2 separate regions of the Xenopus tropicalis genome follow, and region 1 is linked to region 2. A link is a contact called in public Hi-C data. All regions are on one chromosome and are shown on one strand. The core of a region is the stretch at or near the end of the contact, and the rest is flanking DNA. Distances in the headings are between cores, read along the strand shown.

What was found. A called contact is a pair of places that touch in the nucleus more often than the background predicts.
Region 1: a Hi-C map of liver shows a contact between it and region 2, with 5 times the contacts expected there. The contact joins the promoter of pacs2 here to the enhancer-like site in region 2. A contact is called at or near these places in 5 of 5 Hi-C or Micro-C datasets (brain, gastrula embryo, liver and 2 more).

Annotation. Positions count from the first base shown.
Region 1 is chr8:115,858,989-115,861,688 of UCB_Xtro_10.0, reverse strand. It overlaps pacs2 (phosphofurin acidic cluster sorting protein 2), which reads left to right and starts at 1,395. Exons shown (of 25, transcript XM_012969051.3): 1 at 1,395-1,701. The coding sequence starts at 1,592.
Region 2 is chr8:115,816,310-115,819,127 of UCB_Xtro_10.0, reverse strand. The region is part of intron 1 of pacs2 (phosphofurin acidic cluster sorting protein 2); the gene reads left to right. Among named protein-coding and RNA genes, the nearest start is that of pacs2, 43 kb to the left of the region's middle. Within about 2 kb of position 1,462, at least 5 of the 11 cell types and tissues checked have an H3K27ac peak or open chromatin away from gene starts, as enhancers often do. A contact at or near this core is called in gastrula embryo, liver and neurula embryo, where this site is marked.

The sequences.
Region 1 (2,700 bases), core at 146-2,645, 43 kb before region 2:
CAAGTAGCTGCTACTAGTAGCTCTGTGTGTCTTCACCCTTTGCTCTGTGTATCTTCACCCCAATGGGGTAAAGTAAAAAGTCATATGATTTTGGCTTCAACGCCTAAGGCAGGGGTGGGCAAACTACGGCCCGCGGGCCACATCCGGCCCGTCAGCCCTTTCAATCCGGCCCCCTTAAAAGAATGACGGGCCCTGATTGGTTGCGCCCCGTGTGTGCACACAGCGTCAGCACGCACGGGGCGCAACCATATAAAAGAATGCACTGGGGAGCCGGGGAACAGAAGGATGGGACGGAGGAAGCAGCGGGTCGCTGGGGGGGAGCTGAGAGGCCCCATCATTTTTGATGGCAGCCCTGGGCGTAACGCTGTCCCGGCCCGGTCCGGCCCGTATGTTAGTTAATGTGGCCCCTGAGCTAAAAAGTTTGCCCACCCCTGGCCTAAGGGAAGCCACTAGAATGTAACCTCAGTTTTAGAATAAACAGTGCCCAAATTAGAAACCAAGGGCCCCTGGGCATTACAGGAATAGATGAGCCACAAACTGATGACCCATCCCAAGCTGTTGAATTACAACACTCATCGTCCCTTTAAATGTCGCTGAAAGGCAGCAGTATGTAGGCCTTCAGGTAGGACATTGCTGTCCCTTATATACGTATTTCACATTTCTTGGTACACAAGCGAATGCTTGTTTCCACCAGGGGCAATTGTTCCTGAACTGTCCTACCCTAAAAGCAAAATATCTGCAACTCACCCGCCAAAAACATGCAGGCAGATTAAAGGGCAACTCTACCCACACACTGATTATTGCACAATGGAAAAAAAAAATGTTTATATAGTCTGAACTTCTGGTCCTGGTTTCTCAAGAATGTAGCTGAAGCCACAACCAGAGACCCTAAAGTGATAAACAAATACTGTTTTCCATAGCAATTACATGTGCACCGACCGAATAGACAGAAATGTAATACATTTATATGTATTATATTTATTATATTGAAAGGAGATACTGTCTGTAACACTGTATATGTTTACAGGGTAACCCTTTTGAAATAAAAAATAACAAAAGTGGTATAAAGGTGATCCCTTTATTGGCTAACTAAGATAACCATAGCAAGCTTTCAGAACATTAACACTGTATAGCAATATATCTCTAATCAGTGCCATAACAACCCCACTTCCGCTTCCCCAGCCCCCTGAGGGTAATAACAGCGACAAGATTCTTGCGGACACAGCGATTGGCCAACAAAAATGACCAATTGGAAAACGGAGGATAGTCGGGTGTGCGCTGAAGCAAAGAAGGGGAGCAGGGAAAGGGACGAGCCAATCAGAGAGCAGTGCACTGATTCCTTAGCGTTTATTGTCAATAAAGCATTTATATTGAAAGATAAAAAAAAAAAAAAAAAAGTGGAGGCCTCCTGCGGTGTCATTCTATTGGCAGCGGGGACGCGCCTGGGACGCGCTCACTGGGGCTCTAGAGCGCGCAGTAGGAGGAGCGGAGAGCAGTGGGAGATGTGACCGGGGGACCCGGCGTGTGTCCTCCGCCCTGAGGCAGGCGGCATCCCTCCGCTGTTCGGGAGGAGGAGGAGGTGGCAGCGAGCATGGCGGACAAGGGCAGGCTGAGCTTCCCGGGGGCACTGAACAGGCCAGTGCCTATGAACCTCTTTGCTACCTGGGAAATAGACGGTTCCAGCCCCAGCTGCATCCCCAGGTATTACATAGGGGAGGGTGGGACACTGGGAGCCCCCTGCAGTGCCAAGGCACTTGTCCTAACCGGGCACTGACAGGCAGCTGGTATTGGCGGAACTACAACTCCCATCACCCCCACTAGCCTTTCCATGTAATGATCAGCTTTTTCCAAGGTCTGCTCCATTAATGTGCATTAGTCAGATACAGGATACTTTCCTATAGGTCTCTCTTGTTTCTGAGTATGAGTCCTGTGTGTTCTATTCAGCCACTTTATGCTGTTGTAATTGGGGGAGTTTTGTCTGTTGAACAGTTAGACAGTTCATTAGGTGGCTCATGTGCCTTTGTCAGTATAAGGATTAAGAAATACACTAAGGACTCCCTGGTTGTTTGCATTGTTTGCACTCTTGGTTCCGACTCTTGAAACAGTGTAACAGAAACAGCTGGTTAACAGACCTGCAAGAGAGCTCACTTCTGCTACATTGTGTCAAGAGTCAAATGCAGAGAATAGAAAGGCACACGCTGCTTTTGTTTGCAACTACACCTACTTAGAACTGTAATCATGGGAAATGTTATATTCCTGTATGCTGCAATGTCATGAAATAATGACAGTTTCTTACATTATAAGTGAAAGGCTTAAGGAATACATTGAGGTGCAGTATATCAGTGGAAGAGTTAAGGCATACATTGGGGTACGTTGTGTCAGTAAAAGGGTTAAGGAATACATTGAGGTGCAGTATGTCAGTGGAAGAGTTAAGGCATACATTGGGGTACGTAGTGTCAGTGAATGGATTAAGGAATACATTGAGGTGCAGTATGTCAGTGGAAGAGTTAAGGCATACATTGGGGTGAATTATGTCAGTGGAAGAGTTAAGGCATACATTGGGGTGAATTATGTCAGTGAAAGGGTTAAGACATGCACTGGGGTGCAGTAGGTCAGTGGAAGAGTTAAGGCTTTCATTGGGGTGCATTATATCAGTGAAAGGGTTAAGGAATACATTGGGGTGCAGTATGTCAGTGGAAG
Region 2 (2,818 bases), core at 213-2,712:
TCACTCGTATCTCTATAGTGTCATCATAACCAGGATCTCATATCGCCTGACTATTCCACCAGCTCCTGCCTAAACTTCAGCTTCTATGTGCTTTACTTTATCAACCATATACACGTAATTTACACAATTAACCCTCACATATCATCACCACACAACTATGATCACCTCCATTGCCAATTTGCTCTGTATTACCATGTGATTTTCATGATGTTAATAGTCAAAAGACTGTCTAAAACTCCTAATATCTCAGAAACCACAAAGAATAAAAAATGACTATACATTGCAAAAGAGCTCCTAGGACCACCATTAATAACTTCATATCAGTTCATTTATACCACAGAGCATCTGAACAAAAAGCTTAATAATAAAAAAACACAACATATAGAATAAAAAAGGCAAACTACAAATTGTCTCAAAATATATTGTCTACATCATGCTATATCATACTCATTTCTGAGCTTAACTGTCATGTCTGGGATATCTCTATAAAGTTTTTTCCCCCAGAGAGGACAGTTAAACTCAGAGATGAGCCATAAGTTGTGTAATAATGATGGAGTGAGCAGAACTTTAGCTGCGGTACATGAAGAGTTCCACAGCACCCCTATATACTGATACCCGCTTATGGGCAAAGGCTATTTACAAGCTTAAAAGGGGTAGTTCCCCTTTAAAATAATTTTAATATATGTAGTGATATTCTGGGGGACACACGTAGCTTTTTGTTGTGTGGCAGCTCTGTGGTTTTAGTAGCAATCTGGTTGCTAGGGTTCAGTTTACCCTGGCAACCAGGCAGTGGTTTGAATGGGTGACTGGAAGGTGCAGAAGGATAAGTAAAGAACAATAAAATAAGCCTCACACAGAAGAAGGTTTCTGGTTGCTGGGGTCAGGGACCCCCATTTGAAAGGTGTGTACAGGCAGTGCTTAGTGTGTCTGGGTATGTATGTATGTATATCTTTATTTATAAAGCGCTACTTATGTACACAGCGCTGTACATGAGAAATTCGGATAATTGTGTGGCACATCGTGAGTTTGGCCTCAATGAGAGCAATGTCCTTTCCTTATACACCAACTCCCAAATGCACTGTTTCCCTGTTTAGTTTGGCCATGGGGCAGTGTTTTTGAGGCAGTTTTACTACTTATTAGGACCCTGTTGTGCAGCTGTTAAAATTGACTTGTCAGCACTTTGTGAAGTTGCTAGAATGTTCCTACGTTCCCGTGTGCGGAGCAGACAATGAATCCCTTACAGCTGCCGAAGGTCCCCCCGCATTCCCTCCCCTGATACAGCCCTCATTGTCCGGGGCCTCAGTACCAGTTGCTCTGCGGCTTCTATCCCGGCCTCCATTCTGTTTTACCAGCTGCTGCCCCCGAACAATCCATGGGATGAGCAACATGTCCAAGTGATCTCATAGCCAAGAGCCTTCTCCTTGTTCTTTGTTTGCTGTCAAAACAACGTGCGTTTATGTTTCTGGTACCTGCACATCCTCTTCTGTGTCTCTCGGGCTCACACTCTCATAAAGGAGCCTTGTGGCATTGTCCGTCCCAACAAAGGGGCATTGTTTGTGGTACAGCCCTAACAGTTCCATTCCATTTTAACATAGTTGTCATTTTCTTAACAAAGCATAACAAATAATTAGGTTAGAAATACTGTACATTATGTTTTGTTCTGTACCAGCCCAAGGCAACCGCAGCCCTTTAGCAGGGAAGATCTGTGCCCCTAAAGATGCCCCAATAGCACCCCATCTTCTTTTCTGCTGATTCCCTGCATATCTCTGTGCTGCTGTCACTTACCTGAGCTTAGGGGCCGACGCACAATATACTGTATATATAGAACATAAATGTCACTATAAACTGCTGATTAGTAAATAATACAGATAATTACTACATGGCAGCTCAGAAATCAGTGCAGCTAGCATCAGGATTGTAATATTCAGCCCTGTAGCATCAACTTCTATGATATTGAAACTTATTTTCTGCCTGATAATTTGCAACAACCCCTAAGCTTAGCTTCTCATTAGCTGCTCAGAGCACACTGAGCATGTGCAATGCCACTGACTCCTAATATGGTGACACTCCCCCCCCCCCCCCCCCATGTCAATTTTGAATGCTTGGATCATTAATCTTATAGAGATGCTGAAACTTTAGGCAAGTGCAATAAGTTCATTATAGAAAATAGGCCACCCCTAAATGGATTGCAAAGACTTGTGCCCAACTGTGTATGCATCACAGCCCGCTGTCACTAAATGAAAGTGTTGCACAGTGTTGCCTTCTGTCTAAGCTGCAGGTCCTGTCATACAGAGTGCCCTGTGTGCCATTGCTCCCAGCAGTTTATGATATATTATCTGCCGCCCCTGCCCTCTGAGCTTACAAGCTACTTGAATGCAGTTATCTGTATACCTGTTTGGCCTATCACTTTCCAGAGATTTACCTGCCATGTTATCCTTGTTGCCCTGATGCCAAGTCTGCCCCCCTTAGTGCCATTGGGGGCTATTGTGAAACACTGGGACTTACATAGAGGAGGAGCAGCTTCTCAGAGTTTTGTGGTTGCAGTTGTAGCTGACTGCTGTAATGCCTCTAACTGTCGCCTGTAATCATCCAGTCAGCGAGGCTAAAATAAGCGTATTTATACTTAGAATATTGCATCACTCTTGTTGGCAGAAAATTACTGCTGTATTTTTATACCTACTCCATGTTTAGTTAACACTTGGTTAAATATTTTACTTTCTCCCTTTCCTCCTTAGATCAATTATATTGTTATTGTGCTTGGTATACAGGGAGTCTATGAATAAAGCCACTGGGTGGGGGGAATAGTGCTTGTGGGTGA